Regions from separate parts of the Zea mays genome. Here region 2 is linked to region 1. A link is a contact called in public Hi-C data. All regions are on one chromosome and are shown on one strand. Each heading gives the region's core, a stretch centred on a gene start, on an enhancer-like site or on the middle of the called end of the contact. The rest is flanking DNA. Distances are from core to core; before and after follow the strand shown.

Evidence for each region. Hi-C and Micro-C count contacts between places; a contact is called where the count stands out from the background.
Region 2: a contact with region 1 is called in a Hi-C map of bundle sheath, with 4 times the contacts expected there. The contact joins the promoter of LOC100280894 here to the promoter of LOC111347718 in region 1. A contact is called at or near these places in 5 of 25 Hi-C or Micro-C datasets (bundle sheath, ear, endosperm and 2 more).

The regions. Positions count from the first base shown.
Region 1 is chr3:189,590,021-189,595,847 of Zm-B73-REFERENCE-NAM-5.0, forward strand. It overlaps LOC111347718, which reads left to right and starts at 2,232. Exons shown (of 1, transcript NM_001357585.1): 1 at 2,232-3,549. The coding sequence starts at 2,657. The coding sequence ends at 3,232.
Region 2 is chr3:189,795,946-189,802,164 of Zm-B73-REFERENCE-NAM-5.0, forward strand. LOC100280894 (serine/threonine-protein kinase NAK) reads left to right here and starts at 1,812. Exons shown (of 5, transcript NM_001371675.1): 1 at 1,812-1,949; 2 at 2,364-3,037; 3 at 3,745-4,002; 4 at 4,116-4,232; 5 at 4,501-5,380. The coding sequence starts at 2,384. The coding sequence ends at 5,118.

The DNA.
Region 1 (5,827 bases), core at 982-3,481:
TAGAGGTCAATGGCTTAGGCATCACAAGTTGATGGGTTAGCAGCGGATCCAATAATAAAGAGCTCTCGAAGCAAAAGGCGGGTGTGACAGAGTCACACAATGATGATGCCCAACGATGAGCTGCTCGTGAAGATGAAGTGGGGTAAAAAGATAACCTCATAATCATCTCATCTTGATCAAATACCTTTAAATCAAGTTGGAAGAGAAAATTTATCCGGTGTGAAGTGCAAACAAATCCTTTAGGAATACTTGTAGGTTTAGAGATTATTAAGGATTCTTCACTAGATAGCCTCGCTTGCCTTCATCATTTTGAGCCACATGTTCTTATTCTTATCCAACTTCTAAGACTGCCTCTAGCAGGTCAAGGATACAGAAAATAAGTAACAAAATCGTACTATTCATGCGTCCAGTAGATCGATCATGTGTCGCGCAAAATGCATGTCCTCTCACGGCGTCGTGCATATCCGCGAGCTCCCACGGTTGCGCAAAAGCTGGTTTCCTTAGCGGTGCACAGTAAAACACATAGCCTCAATATTCATGTGTGTGCTGATATTAAATTGATGTGTGACCATATTAAGTATTAACAACATATTTTGTGCGACGCTTTCGTCGCCACAAACATCACGGAACCGCATCCGCAACACTGCTAAAGACAACCTAAGGAATTAGAGGATCTCCATCAGATTGAGGATATCGAATCCACTATATGCAACTAAGGGCTGATTTGGTGACTAGTGATCACAGGAGGATTGAAAGGGATTGAGGGGGAAATTAGTTCATTTCCCCTCAATCCCCTCCAACTCCCGTGATCCCCTTGTCACCAAATGAACCCTAAAGAAGATTGAGAAATCAGACTTTTAGTGTATAGGAAAACTATGTTCCAGGAAATTGAGAAAAATCTACTCCCTTTATTATTCTCCTTCTAGGTGGGGCCCATATGTTATTGGAACTTCTCTTCCTCCTCTCTCACTAGGTTTGTGGTTTGTCAACAGGTTGGAAGAGTTTAGGAGAAGTGTCACCTCCCCTTGCCCTCTATGCCCCTTTGTTGACATGTCGATCGAGGAGATGAGTAGCGCCAATGCCGACTATGCTGCATAGCAGAACAAGTCACTGCCCGACCTACAGTCTGTCGCATGACCATGTGAAGACTAGGCCTGTTTAGTTTCCTACCTAAGGCGATACAATCTGCCTAACCTTAGTCGCTCGAATTGAAGAACTAAGTTTATGCAGAAAAGTTAGACATGTTGTGGCGCCTTAGGCAGCAAACCAAAATAACCTCTGGCTTTCGCTAGTCGCTTCTTGCATGCCCCGTTGATGAAATACAAGCAATGGAGGAGGAGGTACCTAGGACCAGGAGCACCATCGGGAACCTATCAACGTCGCTCAATCATAGATCGAAGGGCATGAGTTTCTATTCGACGATTGTCGGTGATGGCTTGGTCCAGTGGGGGCTAAGTGCCTGTGAGAGAAGGGGGAGGAACAACGATCGAGAAAAAGGCTACTTGCTCATCACTATCCAAGGGATTGTGTAGAGATTTCGAGGGTCCTAGAAAATACAGAAAAAAGATACTTCCTTCGTTCCAAAATAGTATGTGTTCTAGCTCTTGATTTTTGTGTCTATATTCACCTAAATGATGATGAATATAAATACATATATAAATCACATACATTGTATTGTATGAATTCTCTAAAAAACCAACACGAATTTTATTTTAGGACGGAAGGAACATATCAAAGCAGATTTTTTACCTCTATGACAGTTTTTATAGGAATAGATTATTTTTCTAATCTGGCGGAGATGATATTAAGACTTTCAAAGCGTTTGAGGAGGTACCACAACTCAGAAGCTGGATTGGATCATCCGATCCAGGTTCATCCACACGGCCAAACCCGATTGCTTCCATCCATGCAGAACTTGGGAAGCCATTGTTCCATGCGACTATGCCTTTGGCGGTTTGGCCTCTGCCTCAGCTGGTCAGTCCAGCCCTCAGGACAACTGAGCAGAGAGGCCGATGGCGTGGAGCCCGGCCAGCGGCCAGGCCGGCAGTAATAAAAGGAAACGAAAAGCACGCGCAGGTTTTGCATCAGCGCACGCCCGTTGCCGCGTGATTTGCACGGACAAGCACCAAATAGGTGCATGCGCAACAAGCCTACGAGACGGGCACAGATATTTATCATGTGAGGCGCGAACTTTTGCAAGGCCCACCATAAAGTGACCCGGAACCGACCCTCCGCTCCAACCGCCGCCGAGCGGCGCTGCGCCTGAGTCTGAGCTCCCCGAGATCTTGCCTCCCCGCTATAAAATCTCCATCTCCGGACGCTTGCGCAGGGGGAGGGGAGCTTTCCACTTCACGGCTGATGAGTGATGACCCTACCAGAAATCGACCCGATACGGCTCCTGCGCCAGATCGTCCATCAATAGCCCGAATCACACTCATCACAAGCCTCAAACTTTTCCAAACCAATTTAGATGCGGCGTGAGTGCTAAAGCGCTCTCTGGACTCTGTTTCGCAGTGGCCGCAGCTGCAGCGTCCTCTTCCCTTTTTGCCATCCAGCATCACCTGTGCCGCCGGCGCGTAATTGCACCGCGGTCACTGGTTAATAGGAAGAAGGGAAGGAGGAGGGGGGAGCGGTGTGCCGGGGTATCGTCGTGCCCATGGGCGTGCACGCCAGGTCGATGAGCTGGTATATGGGGTCGCCGGCGCCGGGGAGCGCCGCCGAGGGCGAGGGGCAGCGCGCGCTGAGAAGCAGCTCCGGTGGCAGCGACGGCAGCTTCGACACCAACATGGTCATCATCCTCGCCGCGCTGCTGTTCGCGCTCCTCTTCGCGATGGGCCTCAACTCGCTCGCGCGCTGCCTCATCCGCTGGGCACGCCGCGCGCCGGCCGGGGAGGACGGCGGCGCCGGCGGGCTAAAGAAGCGCGCGCTCCGGAGCATCCCCGTCGAGGTGTACGGCGCGTGCGGCGCCGACGGGGCGGCGGCTGTCGCCGCCGACGTCTGCGCCATCTGCCTCGGCGAGTTCGCGGACGGCGAGAAGGTGCGCGTGCTGCCGCGCTGCGCCCACGGCTTCCACGTCCGCTGCGTCGACACCTGGCTCCTGTCGCACGACTCCTGCCCCACGTGCCGGGGCTCCGTGCTCGACGGCGCAAAGGCCGCCGCCTCTGCTCCCGCCGCCGGGGGCAACCGGCGGCAGGGAAGCGAGGCTGCTGCCATCGCAATTGTCATTGGATGACGTGGACGTGTGGGGGCCCGCGTGCCCACTGGTGGTGGAGCCACACGGTATGCGAGACTAGCTTCGTTCCGTGGTAGTGAGATATTTTGCTGTGATGAGAAGCCGACGAGTCGCGGCGGCCCATCTCTCAGTCAAGACACAGCATGGCCTTCAGGATATTATCCCTTCGGTCTGTACTTGTGCATGGTCGTCGCAGCTGATCCTGTTTGTGTATACTAGGAGTGGATGATGAGGTATGCCGCTATAGGCTTGCAATAATACAGTTTTGTTTGTACATGTTCGATTTGACACAATTTTAGAGCACTGAGCAGAGCACACATGGACTAGTATTCTAAGATGTACGGTGGACGTCTATTTTGCACTGACAAATTTAGAATTATTCTACCATTTTAAGTTTTGCTACTCTACCATCGTTTTGAGAGGCTTCACCTAAATGAACATAACGCCCACCCTACAATATCATTTGGTCATTTACAAGTTGTTTGGTTTGAGGAATGATCTAGTCCATCGTCTTCTCACTCCTCACTTTTTTGTTTGGTTTGTGGAATGGATTGAGTTGATCAATATCACCTCATTCCTTATAGTTATTTAGTTAATACTAATATGAGGCATAAGGTCATCCCACCAAATTTGAGGAATGGACCCATGATGCACCACCACATTTTGGATGAAGTGATTCCTCAAACCAAACATCCCCTTAATAAAATGAAAAATATAGAAATGAATATATTTATAGGGACATTGAGGGGCCCTGTTGTTGTTCATGCATTCACTATGGTCCCTGATCTTGTTTGTCACAGCCCCTATTATCCTCGTATGTCTCTGTAAAATTAGCCATCAATGTCCCTATAAAATATAAAAATTCCTTGTTTCGGTTTATTAAAGAACTAAATGGCATTATAGTGTATGCGGCATGTTCTATAATGACATTTGAGCAAAACCGCTTAAAACGATGGCAAAGTGGCGAAACCTATTTTTTATAATAAAAAATCCAAATTTATCATTTTGCATGTGTTTTATGCAGTGGAGCTATATATAAACACCCAGTGCATTGCTACTGTTTTTATATATCACATAGATAGACTTTATTTTATATTATGCTTGAGTATAGAATATAAAACACAAAATATGTGTTATATTGGTAAGGTAGGTGTGAATATGAAACCAACAACAAAATTCAAACCCCGACTTATGCATAATTGTATCTTAATTTTACATAAAGCTAAAAGAGGAGAGGTGAGAACAAACAAAGTGTGTGTCGAACATTGGAAAGTGGTGTTCTTTTATATAAACACCTATAAAACAAATGTTTGCTCGTGAAGATTAAGTTAGATATGAGGGCCATTTTTGCTGCTACGTAGGTAGTTTCTATCGCTGACTAGGTCATGGCAACAAAGTAGATAAAATATATGTAACACCCTGAATTTTTGCTAACATTAAATTTTGTTTTTAAAAGGGCTAAATCCTAATTTTGTTTTCCCACTTTTTATTCAAAATGATAGAGCTATTTTGGGGATAAAAGAGAATTAATAAAGTGGAACTTAGGTTCTACATGTTGTGTTGCATTCCATGCTGGAGCATAAATCTTTTGGTTGTCTAGATTGCTTCAGTAAAAGAATTTAGTTAAGATTCAAGCACCTCTTTGAATTAAAATCCAAAAATGTTGTACCTTTTTTAAAAAAGAAATACCTTTTTCCTTCCCCTCCCTTCCCCTAGCCAGGTTTTCGGCCCAGCCCATCTTAGTCGCGTGCCCGCGCTACGCACACATGCAAGCGTCCGCGCCTAAGCCATCACTGTGTAGTGGGGCTCGCCCGCCATTCAGCACTCCACCAGCCGTCATCATGCGCAAAGGAGCCGTCCATGGGGGCCGCCTATCACATATCATTCTCCCCATTTGCAATGGTTTCTTTCGTTCGACTCGACCAGGACGCGAGTTCGCGGCAAAGTCAGCAACCGCCCAGCCCAATCTCCCCTCCTCGCCATGACCCGAATCGAATCATCCCCGCATAAGACCATGGCCCTGCACACTCTCCCCTCCCTAGATCTCGTAGAGCGCAATCGTGTCCATGCACACAACAACTGTGCCGCGCTCGTCGTCGCGTGCTGGAGCACCATTTGCTCGCAACCATTCCTATCCGAAGAATCGTCGTATTGTGCCCCAAGGTTAGATGTGCCCCATTCCTCTCCCCATCTCCATCGCCTCCCTTTGTGTCGTCTGACGAAACCCGTTCTGTCCTCGCCCTGCGCGCACGCGTGCTCGCACGATGCCATTGTGGCTCCATCGTAATCCCCTCGATGAGTCGCTCTATGTCGTTGTCTAGCCTTGAATCGTTGTGTGCCGCTCCGTGCAGACCTCGACGTTCGCGTCAGTAAACCCTAAAAATATGGTTTATAGTATTAGTACATCTTGGAAAAAACTATAGTTTATTTAAAAGCCTATGTGTTATTGGTAAATGCATGTCCCCATTAAATAAGGTATAAAAAATTTCAAATAATTGGAGGTAAAATATCTCTTAAACATGGACTCCTCGCCTTTAAAGTTATTCACTCCTAAAACAAATAATTGATAGATATTCATTATGAATTAAATTAAAA
Region 2 (6,219 bases), core at 562-3,061, 210 kb after region 1:
ACTAAACAAGCAAAGGTGCACCACTTTTCCCAACGAGAAAATTAAACTTCAAAGTTCAAAGAAAGAAAAATACTCCTCATTGATAATACTACCTCCGTTTTTTTACTTGACGCTGATTAGTTCAATTATATACTTAGAAATATCAATATACTAAGAAAAATACTCCTCATGGATTATGGCAATTTCAAGATTTACATGCCAGTGTCTCATGATTTACAATATAATCTAATATATTTGGGTGGAAAGAGATTCTTATAACTTGCCCCAATCCAAATAGCTAGGGCTTAGATTACACAAAAGGAAAAATAGTACTCCTTTTGTTTCAATTTATAATTTGTTTGACTTTTTAATCCAAGTTTGACCGACTCATCTTATTTAAAAAGTCTCGCAATTATTATTAATTTTTACTAGAATTAAGTATGTCTTTGATTTATTTTATTTTTATGCAAAAAATAATTAAGTCGGACCGGTTAAACTTGAGACAAAAAATGTCAAATGAATTATAAATTAATAATAAGATGGAGGGAGTATTTGGTAGTATATCATGAGTCATTTTTGTTGCCATGGCAGGTCGGCAGCTCATGACACCATGGTTGTAGCACGCAGCAGATATGTTTAGTAGTTATGGTGTCTTGGTGTGACAAGAAATTTGGACGCGTTGCCTTTGTATTTTTCTCCACAAAACCTTGCCAAATTATATATGATGCCGTTTTAATCCGCCATACATTATTATGATATTATCCTTCTCCATCTTATTTGACAACAGAGAGAAAGAATTACTCTAGAAATTACGATCTCCCTGCTTGTCAATTCTGCTTGGTAGTTGGTAGTGTACATTTTCTTTTTTTAATTTCTAGTAATTTGATACAAACTCTATGACATTTAAATCCTAAGATTAGATTAAGAGAAACTTAAAATATAACTAGTCATATGCCCGTGCATTGCTACAGTTTTTATATATAACGTATTATAAATTTTGTTTTAATAAAGCACAAAACATATGTTTTCTATTGATTAGTTGGGTGTGAATGTGAAGCCAACAACTAAGCTTCAAACATTCACTTATACATAATTTTACCTTATTTTTTACATAAACTCTTCTATTATAGTGTTAGAGAAGAGATTATTAGAGTGCAGGTTGATTCTAAAGAAATATAAGGTTTTTTTGAAAAATATTGACACGGAACGACCGTTGAAACTAATGCTTTAATATAATAGAGATTAATGGAGTGAAATATAAAAAGCTATCTCGTAATATCGTTCTATTTTTGACCGGGCGGCTTTTCTTCTATTTGCTCTTTTAACCTTCGTTTACTTTTCCTCGCCCTCGTTACCTTCGTAAGAAACTGTTTGTTTTCACAGAGCTAAAGTTTAGCATAATATACTTTTACTAATGTTTAGAATATATGAAACTAATCAGACATACTAAAATGACAATGCTAAAGTTTAGCATCTATTAGCATATTAGCTCTTTCTTTAGTGCTAAAGTGTGCTAAAAATGTTCCCTAAACCAATAACGTTCTCTTCCTTTTCTTTAGCACCCCTATCAAATAGAAGTAAAATGCTAAACTTTAGTCTATTCTTTATCACTGCTAAAATTTAACACCCTGCTGAAGTTCAGTAGCACATAAAATCTAAATATATCATTACTTGTTACTTTGACCAATTATATTAGACTGTGTCTAGCAGTTAATTTATATAAGTCATCTAAAATACTGTTTTATATTGTAGATACGACAATAGATGAGAAGACAATCACTACTATTTACTACTAAGACATCGCAGTCGCAGACCCGATCTGCTTATATATACTCCCATCCGTTCCATTCCTGCTTGTTCTTCCAATCCCCCCTCCCCCGGCGTGCGCTCCCTCCTGTCTCTCTTGGCGACGACTGGGCAACGGTCGCAGCTGTATGTTCGAGCCCTTCGCCGACGACGTTCACCACCAGGTACGGACGCCACTTTCCCCTCCCGCTGTGCGAAACCGAGCACCCAAACCCTAACTTACTATTTGTATTCGGATCTGATCTAATTACAGGTCCTACTTACTTCGATTGTTTTGAAAAAAATACCCGGGGGTGTAGATGTGTTCATCCGTTTCCTTTTACTGGGTCCATCCTGTCTCTACTTTGCTGGTGATGGGTTCACTTTCGAAGTGTGATTATTCAGCTAGGAATTTTCATCTGTAATAACTTGACGCATTTTGCATTGTCTGTTGTTCAGGATTTTGCTTCAGTAGATGTCATACCTGATACATAGCATAAGTTTTGTGTTTAAATTGACTAAGTATGTTAGGGTAACACGGATCTGTTTATTTTTTTCCAATATGTGATAACATTTCGATTTTTTTAAAAATTATGCAGGAATTTTCTCAGCTGTGCCAATGATGGGTTGCTTCACTGTTCTCAGATCCAAGAAGAAGAAAAGCCATTTTGATAATCCTCTTGTCCCAAGCAAGAAATCAGTTGATGCAAGGGAAAGTACGTCCTCTAGACTTCCGGAGCCAGAAGTTCATGTGCCATCTTTGCAATCAGCTCCTCCTAGTTTTAGGAACAGGGTCAAGATATCCGAGTCATCAAATGAAGTTTCAAACAGAAACAGCAGGGCTCGCGTGCTGTCTGCTCCATCAGCCCTTATTGTGGTTGATCAGTTTGGCTTTCCATATTCGGAATACCGAGATCAAGATGACTCCAGGGATAAGGAAGGTTTGACAAAGGGGCATCGCTTTTCAAATCCTTTGCCCCTTCCTCTTCCTTCACGCGAAGGACATTCTTTTAGGAACTCTGGTAGCTTCAAAGCCAGCAACGTAAGCGGGCCATTGGAGATGTCTGGCCCTCTCCCATTGCCTCTAAAGAAATGTGATGGACTTAGAATCTTCTCTTATGAGGAGATTTCATCTGCCTGCCAACGATTTTCTAGTGATCAGTGTGTTTCAGAAACACTTGGTTCAACATCATACAAGGCAACATTTAGAGATGAATTTATTGATACGAGGACCACTGAAGCAACAGTAGCTCGATTACTCCCCTCCACTCAGGTACCTTTCTCAGCCATTGATCTTCAAACATGTGTCTGCTGTATTTATGACATAGTTTCATACTTCATGGACATACCATTCTGTAATTTTGCATCATTAATTATTCTGTTAAGGATCTGAATTCAGGCTAGAGTATAAGATTCATTTTGTGGGCATGTGGTCAAATGCCTACTGTGCTGACATATGCTAGGCTAGCCCCATAATTAATATACCATTACATTTTTTGAATGCTAATTAGGACCGCAGCAGGTGTGAGGTTAGGTAACAAGTTTCTGAAGCAATCATGTAGTTGATCTTGCCTTTACTATTTACTACAAGATGCTTTATGTACTCTTTCTCATTTGTTCTTTGTTTTGTCTCCAGTCATTTCTTATGTTACCCCAGGCCTGGTTAATGTTTGTTTTGGATTGGTTTTTGAGATCTCATGCCTTCTATTGCATGTAGGTTTAAATGTGTGCCTTTCCTTGATGTAGAGAACTTTGGTCTAATAACCCACTCAGGAAATATTTTGGAGTAAATGCAGAGCTAACTTGAAATGGTTGTTATAACTTAAAAATTCTAAATGATCAATTGGACATTATTACGTGTTCTACAGTAGGCTGGTCTGCTGATGTGTCAATCAAGTTTTATGTATTAAGTTGTATATTTACTATCTAGCTCATTATTCTGCTGATGTAACATATTGATATATTGTTTGTCACCTGCAGAGTTTGAAGGAGTTTAAAACGCAAGCGACCACATTGGCATCGCTTCAGCATCCCAATTTATGTAAACTGATTGGCTATTATGCAAAAGAAGATTCTAATGAAAGGATGTTGGTCTATGAACGGCTTTATCATGGAAGCTTAGATAAGCTACTCTTTGGAAGATCAGATGGTCGTTTCATGGACTGGTCTAAACGTTTGAAGGTTGCCCTGGGTGCTGCCAGAGGTCTAGCTTTCTTGCATGATGAAGGACCCTTTCAGGTGATCATGCTACTTGATTTATGGTCTTATGGGCTATGGCATCACACAAAAGGTGTGCTTTTAATACCGAGCCGCTGACTTAACTTGTATTTATATTTCCATTTGTTTTTCAGGCCATGTACAGCGAGTTCTCAACTTTGAACATCCAAATAGATAAAGGTTTCACTGCTAAGCTTTCAGGATATGGTTGTGTTGGCTTCAATACCGAGGAGATATCTAATGCACCTGTGGTATGTTCTTATATGAGTGCAATTTAGAAGTTTATGTTGTCCAGCACAACTTATGCCTCGTTTCTTTTCATGGTTCCAGACTTCCAATAGTATAGTAGTATCATCAACACTACAATTTTGCGTGGGTTCTCTTACATATTTTATTTTGTTATAAGTAACATTGGGTGCAGTTAACAAGAATATATGTATAATATTGTGATATAAAACCTGCATCATACCTGTTAATTAATCGACGTCATGTTGTTCACTAAAGATCTGTTTTCTTCAGTCTGCAGCAAACCTTTCGGTGGAGACCTTGGAGAAGGGTTTACTCACTCCCAAGAGCAACGTCTGGAGCTTTGGAGTCGTGTTACTGGAGCTAATAACTGGAAGGAAGAACCTTGATCCCAATTATTCCAAAGAAGAACGCAATATTGTCAACTGGAGTAGGCCTTTCCTTACTGATGACAGTCGCTTGTCTCTTATCATGGACTCCCGTATAAAAGGGCGCTTTCCCACTAAGGCTGCTCGGATAGTAGCAGACATCATTTTGAAATGCCTGCGTAAGGATCCATCGGAGAGGCCTACCATGAGGGATGTTGTGGAGGCCCTAGCAAGAGTCCAGGAAATAAAGGTTCCGTGCAGATATCCTCTGCAAGAACCTTCTGCTGCACCAAGAAAAGTGATGTTGAAATCTACATCCCTCAATGGGATTGTGCCTCACCATCCTGTCATAACCTTCTCTCCATCGCCGCCTTCACATAACCAGCACTTGATTTCACCAAGGTCGTCGACATCTGCCTTGTTTCATCCAAGGGCATGCTCTTCTACCCTGGACGATCCGAGTGTAAGTTCTATAAAGAAAACACCACCTATTATGCGAAGGTCTAGCGTCGAAGGCTTTTGATTGTCCATATTGTTCCTTTATTTCCTTTTCTTGGATTTATTTGTTTCTTTGTTAGTAGTGTAGCGGTTTTTAGCTGTGTTCTGTATTGTAAGACAAGTGGCCTCATATGTAGTGCCCTTGGGTCTGGAGTAAAGCAGAACAGGATGAATTGTAAATAGGACCAGGTTGTAGATACCTTTTTTTTGTGCTCGAATTGGGTGGAAGCAGCGTGCCGAGTGGGCCTTGTAACCTCATAATGCAATAAACTCCGTTTCCCAGTTTCTGTTCACCCCCGCCCGTACGTCAAATGTCTCTGCTGTTCCCTTTGGCGCCAAGTGTTGGGTGCCTAGTGTTGCTGCATGTCGGCAAGCGTTTGTGTTGTCGAATGTCTCCATCCACATGATGATCTCATGTGGCATGTTGCCACGGGTACAAGGAAACTGTTCATGATATCTGTTGCGTTAGTTAGAGATGTTGAATTCCTGTCTGTGGAAAGCTTGTTTAATGGTCTGCCGTTGCAATTGTTGACTCTGACCCCAGCCTGATTGCATCTCTGCCTGTAGCTACTCAATTGCTAGTCATGCTTTTGGCGAGCGTCGTTTTCTGCTGCAATCTTGATTTTTTTTCCTTCCCCGGCACATGTTAGTATTTTGTTGGTTTCATTGTGTGTATTCTACGATGACCACACAAGAATGTTTATTATGGTCCTGTGGACTATGGCTCTATAATTTCTGTAAAATGGTTTGAACGTTGGGCGGAGAGTCAGAGCAATTTCTTTTGTATTCTACCGCACGCCAGAAAGATTAGTCCATCTCTTCAGATTTTGCTTTGCAATGATGTGTATGCTCTTTTCTTTTGACCTGTAGGCAGGCGGTGGCAGGACGATAAAAATCTCTCCTGTTCTCCACCAGCTCACCCTAATGTCTGCCGGTTGGTGATGTCTGCTCTTTCTGACTGGTTTGTTTTTTCTACCGGGATGTGAATGGTTAGAACCAGCCCTGATTCTATGAATCAGGAGCAATATATGACTGAACGAAAATGGCCGGATTCAGCGTCACAGCTATGCAAATACAACTGATCTTCAACCGGAAGTCCGATACCACTTTGTTCCATTTTCCCCTT